Regions from separate parts of the Zea mays genome. Here all the other regions are linked to region 1. Evidence: chromatin contacts called from public Hi-C data. All regions are on one chromosome and are shown on one strand. The core of a region is the stretch at or near the end of the contact, and the rest is flanking DNA. Distances in the headings are between cores, read along the strand shown. Region 1 has its middle 65 kb from the start of LOC103635101. Region 2 holds the start of LOC103635106 (craniofacial development protein 1). Region 3 holds the start of LOC103635104.

What was found. A called contact is a pair of places that touch in the nucleus more often than the background predicts.
Region 2: a contact with region 1 is called in a Hi-C map of ear, with 2.4 times the contacts expected there. The contact joins the promoter of LOC103635106 here to the enhancer-like site in region 1. A contact is called at or near these places in 5 of 25 Hi-C or Micro-C datasets (bundle sheath, ear, endosperm and 2 more).
Region 3: a contact with region 1 is called in a Hi-C map of tassel, with 2.0 times the contacts expected there. The contact joins the promoter of LOC103635104 here to the enhancer-like site in region 1. A contact is called at or near these places in 2 of 25 Hi-C or Micro-C datasets (leaf and tassel).

Annotation. Positions count from the first base shown.
Region 1 is chr8:39,939,119-39,942,560 of Zm-B73-REFERENCE-NAM-5.0, forward strand. No RefSeq gene overlaps it. Among protein-coding and RNA genes, the nearest start is that of LOC103635101, 65 kb to the left of the region's middle. Within about 2 kb of position 1,558, at least 18 of the 20 cell types and tissues checked have an H3K27ac peak or open chromatin away from gene starts, as enhancers often do. A contact at or near this core is called in bundle sheath, ear, endosperm and 2 more, where this site is marked.
Region 2 is chr8:40,193,014-40,196,455 of Zm-B73-REFERENCE-NAM-5.0, forward strand. It overlaps LOC103635106 (craniofacial development protein 1), which reads right to left and starts at 1,744. Exons shown (of 4, transcript XM_008657651.4): 1 at 1,552-1,744. The coding sequence starts at 1,591. It overlaps LOC101027200 (ubiquitin-40S ribosomal protein S27a-like), which reads left to right and starts at 1,925. Exons shown (of 1, transcript NM_001112002.2): 1 at 1,925-2,711. The coding sequence starts at 2,011. The coding sequence ends at 2,478.
Region 3 is chr8:40,088,152-40,091,593 of Zm-B73-REFERENCE-NAM-5.0, forward strand. It overlaps LOC103635104, which reads right to left and starts at 1,618. Exons shown (of 1, transcript XM_008657648.4): 1 at 1-1,618. The coding sequence starts at 1,482.

The sequences.
Region 1 (3,442 bases), core at 308-2,807:
TTTCATTTAAGTGTTTTTGATATAATCTTATACCTTTGATTAATTGGGATATTTGGGATATACACTTATTAGTAAGACAGGTGTTGCTAATAAAATATTGACCAACTAAAATGCTTACCGCTTATCTATAGCCTACCTTGTTAACTTGCATTAATTTCCCCCACTTGCTGAGCCCTGACCATAAGTGAGCTCACCCTTTCTAATATTTTGATCAGAGGGTGATGAAGAAGACTTTGATGGAGATTTTGATGAATACTGAGTCTAACGATGCGCCAGTAATCTTCCTGTGGGAGATCACTCATGTTATTTCCACTATACTTTGATGATACTGTTTAAGATACTTATGTCTGGATGATGTAATAAAGTTATTCTACTCTCTTTACGCCTTTATTGCATTGTCTTTTGATATATTACACTTGTGACGTTAATATATGTGTGGAAAATGGATCCTGGCACACATATGCTATGCATTCGGTTTTGTCCTGAGAACGGGTGTGACAGAATTTAGAAAGAAAGAAAAGAGAATAAAAAGAAAAGAAAAGAAAAGGAGAAGACTAATCATCTGTAATGGGCCACCAGGTATGGATTTTGGCCCAATACCCTTTTCCCCTCGCGCACTTCCACCCTAGCTTCGCGCCCGTGTGAGGATCGGCCTTGGGCGCCTACAGGCGGGCCTGCCCCGTCGGTCGCTCATACGCGCCTAAACCACCGCCATGTGGGCCCCAGGGCGCAGTGTCTCCACCTCCCTTCTCTCTGGGTCGCAACGGAAGCGTGACAAAGTCGCCGCCAGGGATCTCACGCGCTCCAGGCCAAGACTTGCCCCATATTTCGGTTCCAGCTATAAAGCCGCGCTCCTGGACTCCCTTCCCTCTCCATTAAACTAGCTTCTGACCCCGAGCCGTCCATCGCTAGCTCCATTGTCATCGCGGTAACAAAACTTGGTCCGCCGCAGCCGATGATCCCGCTGTGGCTGAAGCACGCGACCGCTGTCGTCGGCCTGACCTGAGTCATTGAGGGAGCTTTGCCTCAACACCCTGAGGATATCCATAGTCTCGCCATGCAAGTTTTGAGGCTGGTGTGGCGTGAATTTGTCGTCGGAGGATAGGCTCCAACGTGCGATCGCACTCCGCCGCGACCAGCCATTATCGCATCATCAACGCCAGTAATAACCCTCCCCTGTTGTTCGTATTGGTATGCGCTTTGTTTAGCACGCCTTGGATTGGGGTCAGGGGCGCCGGAATGGCCATCGCGCGCCGCTCCGGCGATGCGCCATCGTCTGTCGCGCGCGCCGCCGTGTTAGTGGATCAGGACGAAGAAGAAGGCGCCTCGTTCGTTGATCTCGGAGTGGATGACCCAGATTAGGAGGGTAACGTTTTGCTTCAAAACAATCCGAACCGCAGATTCGTGGATGGGCGGAGGAAAAGGGTTAGCGTGTACTTAAAATCTCCACCGTAGATATTTGATCTTGCGGTCGTTGTCGCGCGCCAGCTCTGAGGGATCACAATATAATCTGAACTGCACACTAGAGATCGAACGACTAGGGGTTAACGGTACCACTTCGCGGGTACACATTTTCATATGAGCCCTTACATTTTACTGATATCAACCCGCAGTCCAGTATGATGGTAACCTGAGTCTTAGTTACTTTTGCGCTAGGACCCCTGCACTTCTTGGGAATTGACGTGCAATACAGGAAATAGAGAAAACAGGGAAATAATTATCAGAATTGATTATTCAATACAAAAATAATTCTAAAAACTTGAGAAATTTATATTTAATTCATTTTAGCTTCAAATTGATCCATTCCAGTGGCATTAATTTTGTAATAATATTTTCTATCATCTAGTACCTCTGTTTATCCATGAAACTTGAATTAAAAATGTTCATTTGAATTAATCTATTCTAGGTGCTTAAAAACTTCATAAATTCATAACTTAGTAACCGTAACTCCGAATTTAGTAATTCTTGTTCCTTCGATCTCGTTACACAGCATAGAATATTATAATGCATTTTAATCTGTTGTTTGGTGTGATGTTAATTTCTGATATACCATGTTTGTTTGTATTGATGCGAGTAGACGAGCAAGCCACTGGGGATCCAGGGGTTGAACAGGTGGAGACTGCTGAGCAGGAGCTCGTTGAAGGCAAGTTGTGCCCTTGATCACTTCTTTTTTACCAAGTCATGTTCTTATTAATCATAATGATTAGCATAGGTTAATTTTGATGGGACCCCTTTAGGTTACCCTAGTTTGACTATCTTTATACCTTGATTCCACTGAACTTTTTGGGTAGTACTTGCTATTGCTTTATGTGGTTTTAGGTATGGAGATATACATTATTCATGATCACTCTTTTATTATCGGTTGTTATTTACTGTTCATGATAAGATCATTATGTTAATTGGAACATGGAGCGACCACCAGGGAAAACAGTGCTACCACAAGGGTGGTATGGGACGCCCTTGGTTGACTAACTAGGAAAGCTAGTGGAGGACTACCTTACCCGAAAGGGGCAAGGGCAGTGGGGGAGTGGTCAGTGTAGGGAGGTCCTTGGGTTGATTTTGCTGCGATGGCGGTCAGGCGAGGGATCCCTGCATTGGAGCTTCATAGAAACTGTATCGGGTTTTCGGAAGCTGGTGGAACTTTGTAAAGGCCTCGTAGTGTTACCCTGCCTCGCCTCCTTGGTAGAGGTGTATGGGATTCATGACCCCTTGGCAGATGGGTAACACGACTTGTGGGTAAAGATGTGCAACCTTTGCAGAGTGTAAAACTGGTATACTAGCCGTGCTCACTGTCATGGGCAACTTGGACCCTCACATGATTAATTTATGGAATTAAATTCAATTTGTCATTTGCATCGTATTGGGATTACTAGGTGTGTGCCCGTACATTGCAACGGGAACATATAATATCATGATAACTTATATATAAATATGTTACATTGTTATGAGAAGATTTTGTAATCTATTGGTGATCTTGACCATACATATAAATTTTGTTATTTTAATCTACCTGTTTCACCACTACATTGTAACCATCAATGTGCTATTAGTTTTGATATTTTTGTTCAGGTAAATTCTCTGGCATCTCATTGTTTGGTAAATCAATTGATGTTTCCCTACTAATGGATAATTATTATTAAATAGTTGTAGGATATTACAGATCTACCAATCACTGCAAATATGTTGAAACCGCATCTCATTATTGCATCGAAGTACCCTCCATCACTGCAAATATGTTGAAACCGCATGGTCTTTCAGTCTGTGTGTACAAGTTACTGATTATAATTTAATTTATATATTACTAATTGTCTTAATATCTTTGTCTTAGGCTTTGAACTTTGCGTTTAAGGACTACTCCAAGAGGCTGTTCAACTTCAAGAAGGCTGGCAACCTGGCCTCTGGTGGTGCTGCTGGCTCCCTCGTAGTCCAGGTGGAACTCAAA
Region 2 (3,442 bases), core at 494-2,993, 250 kb after region 1:
TAAAAAAGAGAACAATAAGAATGACCCAGAAACAATATGAATCACTCCAGTCCAACACTGTTGCCTCATTTTCACGAGTAGCAAAATTGCACTATACAAAGGTGTCAGGGCCCAAGAGGGCCACTACAGTGACGGTGGTACTGTAGCACGCACTTAGGTTGGTTAGATAAAGATAAAGCTAGTTTAGAATAAAATTAGAATTAGATATAAGATTAGATCTAGTGTTTAGAGATCAAGTAACCCTCTCTATATAAGGAGAGGGATTGTATCAATTGAAGATAAGCAAGAGATTAAAAAGAAATCCCTTCTCTCTTGCCGGACGTGGGGAAATCCCTGCGGCCGGCCTCCCAGCGCCCCTAAACCTAGCCGTTACCCTCAAACCCCTCGCAGGTCACCCATTGAACGGTACCGCGAGTACTGTAGCACTGTCCAGCGCTGGTGCTACTCATCCATGTGAACAGTGCCACGCTTCCCCAGCCAACAGCCTGGCGACAAGTGTCGGGGTCCTAGTCCTAGACCCCAAACTTACCGCTCGTACTACCTCCGTAACCCTAGATTGATAACAAAAGGTCACCACGCTCAAGTAGCTTGGAGGTCAAAACTGATTCTACTGGAAGTTATCTGATCAAATCTTTTAATTGGTTTTTTATTCTAAGGGGCTGTTTGGTTTCTAGGGACTAATGTTTAGTCCCTTCATTTTATTCCATTTTAGTCTATAAATTGCCAAATATAGAAACTAAAATATATTTTTAGTTTCTATATTTAGCAATTTTGGAACTAAAATAGAATAAAATGTAGGGACTAAAAATTAGTCCCTAGAAACCAAACACCCCCTAAATAGGGAGTTGTGTTGTTTCTTATTCTTGTGCTGGCTACACAAATGGTTTACTCTCTCCATCTGTGAGAAAGGAATGGTGAAGTTAACAGGACTAAGTGCTAAAAGGTCAGAACCCTTACAAACATGTTCTCGAGGGACAAAACAAAAAATGAACTGCATGTTCCAACATAACCATCTTGCAATGCATCCCACAAACCCAGGGGCCTGTTTATGCATTTCAGGCTGTTATCTCATCCTAATTAAGCGCCTTGCATAAATTAGTCATCGTATCTGAAGAGGTAAAACTGCAGACTTGTCCTATCAACAATCCTCTTTGTCCCGGAGCGGTGGAGCTGAAGCATGAAAAGGAGTACTTTCACATCCATGGTAGGACAAACTGTAGGTACGCTGTTAACAATCTAATGGCAAGGTTTGACCATATGCATTATCTAATCCTAATGCAGCCACTGTACAAGGGAAAGCAAGTAACGAACAGTAATCTTATCAGGAGCCGTACAGGACTGCGATACCCAGCACACACATACATGTTACAAATTACAGAGAGGAAGATCCCTGCACTCAAGGTGGAATTGGACGCGCAAATCCCACAAGGAGCGCACCAACTAACTTGTCATCTCCCTTTCCATTTTTTTTACCTGCGAGGAACTGCAATTCCATGGATTCAACCAAGCAAAAGCATTCCATGCATCCAATATTTGTTTGGGGATTAGTACCTGAGGCTCCCACGTCGCCTATAGAGCTAGTTGACGCCATCTCCGAATCAATCCCTCGCCTCCCCGGCGGTTGTTGCTTCGGCTCCGCTCGGGACTCGGCCGGCGGAAGCGGAGGTGTCGCCGCAGCAAGACAGAGAAAGAGAGAGGAGAGGATAAACGAACTGGGGCACAAAAGTTACGAGGCCCAAACCAACCTCCGGGGGAACACAAAAGGGATTAGAAAATGAAGCGCATGCGGCCCAACTCTCATCACAGGAGGCCCATATGTGCCGTCCGATCCAAATCCTTTTGGATCCAGTGGGAGAGAGCACCCGACCCGAGCTATAAAAGAATCATCTCTCCCCTCTTGAACCCTAGCCTCCGCCCATACACACACAGCCCCATCCCGCCGCCGCAGGCGAGAACCAGCGCCACCTTAGGTTAGGGCGGCCGCCGCCGGAGAAGTGCGCGGTTGCCAAGATGCAGATCTTCGTGAAGACCCTGACGGGGAAGACCATCACGCTGGAGGTGGAGTCCTCGGACACCATCGACAACGTGAAGGCCAAGATCCAGGACAAGGAGGGCATCCCGCCGGACCAGCAGCGCCTCATCTTCGCCGGCAAACAGCTCGAGGATGGCCGCACCCTCGCCGACTACAACATCCAGAAGGAGTCGACGCTGCACCTGGTGCTCCGCCTCAGGGGAGGCGCCAAGAAGCGCAAGAAGAAGACGTACACCAAGCCCAAGAAGATCAAGCACAAGCACAAGAAGGTGAAGCTGGCCGTGCTCCAGTTCTACAAGGTTGACGACGCCACCGGCAAGGTCACCCGCCTCCGCAAGGAGTGCCCCAACGCCGAGTGCGGCGCGGGGGTCTTCATGGCCAACCACTTCGACCGCCACTACTGCGGTAAGTGTGGCCTCACCTACGTCTACAACCAGCAGGCGTAGGATGCCCCTCCTTTCTGTCGGGAAGGAAAATGGGAAGTCTTGCTAGGTGATAATCCTTTTTGCTTTGTTTTGTTTTGTTGCAATGGTAGTAGTTTCTTGGAACAGAACACCTGTATCTCTTTTGGCGACGCGTAGTTTGGGTTTAATTATATCATGTTGTTATGGGTCCTGTCAAGCACTGTTGAATTCGAATGGTTTTTGAATTAATCTTGTACTATGTTTTTATGATGCCATTCTCGGCCCCTGAATTAATTTGCGAATTACTGTGTGCAATCGATCGGATACATGTCGCTATTCGTTTTGTTTAGCATGTGATGACTCGTATCGTCGTATGCTTGCAAAACGGTGCTGCTTCTGGTTACTATCATGTCTTTTGTTTAAATAGTGTATGCCGCGCGCCGCGATGTCAAAATCGTCTGTGAGATCTTAAATTGTACATAAGTATTATGTCTGAATTAAGAACCAGGTGCACAATTTTTTTTAGAGGTCTAAGGCAATAACATAAAAGTCAAGAGCACATAAGCGTTTGGTAGCATCAGCAATATTTATCATGAGGACTAAAGTCATGGATATGAGTTCGAAAATGACCAAGTGGGTGACCTTTAAAATAACATTTGGAACGAAAAACATTAATATGTACGAAACATAGTTCGTCAGTGAGTGAATCTCTACTTAGTAAGGGGCAAAGTATAAATGAATCTAATGGTCTCAAGTGAACCCCCTCCCAAAAAAAAATGCCTTTGCGTTTGTCACATCTGAAGCAACATTACACACTCAGTAAAGTTAAAAACTAAAATAGGAACTCAATAGCTAGAAGTTGATATCCAAACAGTGCCCCCCCTATCTTCTGGTAAACGAAATCAGATGCGTTCAGAACCTTGTTCAAAAGTTAGCAGGATGGATTCTGAACCAGGATGGATTCTGAACCGGTTTTTTTTTGTTAGGAAGTACTATTTTCAAATGT
Region 3 (3,442 bases), core at 368-2,867, 150 kb after region 1:
GACCTCCTTGTGCCGGAGCATGAGCAGCAAGCGTCGGCTCTGGATCCGGAGGCGGTCATTCTGCAGGCGCGCGCGTTCCATGTCGCGCTCTTTGTTGGCGCGGAACCGATCCCATTTCAGCCGCTGCCGCTCCAGGTCGTACGCGTGGGATTCGAGGAGGATCTGCTGCTCCTCCACCTCCACCGCGCGGCGTCGCACCCAGCACCTGGCCTGCTGCGGGTCCATCGCCGCGGCAGCCGCGGCCGCGAGCTCGCTCTTCAACTGCTGCAGCATTGCCGATGGGTCGGGTGCCGCCCCCGTCCTCGCGCGTTTCCCACCGCCGGCCGCCTCGTCCTCGAGGTCCTCGGCCGCGGCGCTATCCTCGCCATGCTCGCGCTTGCCGCGCCGGCGGCCGCCGCCGCTGTGCTGACGACTGGTGAGGTGGCTGTGGTACATGTGACCGTCGTCCTCCTCGTCGTAGTCGTCCTCGTCCTCCTCGCCGTTGTCGCTCACGGCGTCGCTGTCGTCTTCATCGTCCGCGACGTCGGCGGAGGAGTCCTTCATGCACGGCGGGGACGGGGCTGCCTGGTAGTGGCGAGCGGCGGACGAGGCTGCGCCGGCCACGGGCACCGGCGGCGGGTGGTGGAGGCAGGCGGCGTCGCCCGCCGCGCCGCCGCCGGCGTGCGGCGGCAGGTGCGAGCCCCCGGCAACGCCGCTGTTGTGGTAGGCGCACATCTCGCGGAAGAAGAGGTGCTTGGAGCTGAGTAGCTTGCGCGCCTCGTCCTTGGCCTTGGGCGTGAGCTCGTCGATGGCGTCGAGCAGCGCGTGGTTCTCGACCACTCGGCAGGCGCGGCCGCGGCCGAGCAGGTCGACCACGCGCTTGTAGCGCTTGTTGAGGTCGTTGAACTTGTCCTCGCACTGCTGCGGCGACACCACGAAGCCCTTGTCCATCATGGCGTGCGACACCGACTTCCACTTGCCCTTCTTCTGCTGCTGCGCCGCCGCCGCATGACCGTGGCCGTGCCCCGACGAGCCCGCCCTGCTCGCCTTGCCTCCCCCCGCGCCGCCAGGCATTGCCGCGCCCTCCCAGTCATCCCCAACGCTGTAGACCACGCTGATGAGCAGGCGCACCATGTCGTCGGTCCACTTCATCCTCGTCCACGGGCACCCCGCCGCCGCCATCTGTTGCTGTTGCTGCTGCTGCACCACCACTCCTCCCTTCCCGCAGCAGCCGTTGCCCACCGTGTCTTCATCGTGCCCCACCGTCGCCGCGCTCACCACGACCCTGGACGACGACGTGTTGGAGTAGGGCGAGAACGACGGCGGCGGGGGCGGCTGCTGCAGCTGGAACCCATCGTGGTGGTGGTCCTGCTGGTGCTGGAACGCGGCGGCGGCCGGGTGCATCTGCTGCGCGGCGAGGTGCATGTCCAGCCCCAGCATTGCCCCCGACCCAACCACGCCGCCCCGCGTCGCCATCCCTCCTTCCCCGTCGCCTCTCCCCATCGGCAAACCGCCAATCTCTACCCAGCTCTAGAAACCACTTGGCACTCCCGCCCCCGAAATCGGCAGCAAGGTGGGTGTTTTTATTGGAGGGGAGCTGTGTGGGCGATCGCCGCGGTTTCGTCCGTGCGGCTGCGACCGCTTCAGCCGCACAAGTACTCGGTTTTAGCCCCGCGCCTCACCGTTTCCAGCGGTGGGAGCCCACGGTCCCGCAATACCGCCTGGGATCCCCTGCGCAGCGGCGCTCCCCGCTTTTACGTGTGCGTGGTACTGTTTCGGTTGGTGGGGGTGTCAGGTGAGCACACAAGATCCGATACTGCCTGTAGAGGACTGGATTGGGAAACAGCTGCCCGGAATGGGCTGCCCCTGGTTTTGGTTTTACCATAGTTTGAGTTTCCTTTCTCCCCCTTTCGGTTTTTTACAGAATGAACCCACGGTTGGATGGACCTACTGTGGTTTTATTTTTCATGCAGTGGTCAACCTGCAAGTTACAGTCGCGTTGACATTGTCATCCGTTTGGTTCTGCTACAGTTGCTTCACAGGTTTGTACTCGCCGTTTGCTACCAGATCTGTTACATCTGTCTCAGCCTCTTTTGACACCATTTGAATCCATGATGAATATAAACATCTCTCCTCAGGATTCCTACATTTGGGCTAACCAAAAAACTCAATTTACATTTTCTATGACTTTTACCAATTCTTTGTAAGCTGTGAATTGTGGTGGTGAGCTCATCGTCGTTCTACCTCGACGAGACAAGCATATTGTTCACATTGTGGTTATGTGAAGTTCCATGTTACCTCCGGATTCCCTCTAACCGGCAATCGATTATTAAGAATATATATTTATTTGCTTTCGCAAAAAATGTATGTTTTTACCCTACCGAAGTACACTCAACTTGGGCGATCTCTAGGAGATCTCCTATCTCATCTCCCATCACATCTCATATTTTAAACTTTTTGTAAACAATGGTGTTTACACTGTAAAAACAATGTTTTATATGGCCATATACACGATCTGCTGGATGCAATCTTAGAGATGTTTGTAATATTTGGTGAAGTTATAGGTGTAAGAACCAATATTGTCCTAAGAGCATCTCCAACAATGTCTTAAAGTGGTGTCTCGAATTGCTCTATGTGGTTTTGGGTGTTAAGATAAATATGATTCATGATCATGCTTTATTATTGTGATTCTATTGTTTAGTGTTCATGATAAAATTATGGTGTTAAAACTGGTATATCAGTCGTGCTCGCGGTTAAGAGCGACTCAGGACTATCGCATGATTAACTTATGAAAGTAAACTTAATATGTCATATGCATTGCACTGTGGGTTTTATTATTATTTTTGATCTCTTACTATTGTGGGATGGTATATACTTACATTTAGTAATTGATAACAAAAGTTGAACTTATTTAAAGCAATGTTCAGCTTTAACCATTATTTGTTAATAAGTCTTACACTTCACGTGAGCCCACACCGTAAGTGAACTCATGCACATTATTCTCCACACTTGTTGAGCGATGAACTTTTGTGAGCTCACCCTTCTGATAACCTCACACACACACATGTGAAGAGCAGGTGGCTCCGGAGGAGGACTACTATGAGGAGTTCGACGAGGTCTAGGTGGCGTCTCTCAGACAGCTTAATGGCACCAAGGAAATAATATTAGTTCGATTTATTTATTATCATTTATTTTTGTAAGACATTTCCTCTATGTAATAAAGTTTGTGACATTTATCTCTATACACTTGGTCATTATATGTGTTGTTCTTCTTTGGCGCACATATGAGATGCACCCGTGTTTGGTCCTTAAATCCAGGTTTGACAGAAGTGGTATCAGATGAATGTTGACTGTAGGACGAAATCTAGATAGAACTAAACAAAACCTTTACCTACTTACTTTTACTCTGATTCTTTCCATACTTTTCTTGATCTTGTCTCACATTTGGTTGTTCTACTCTAAC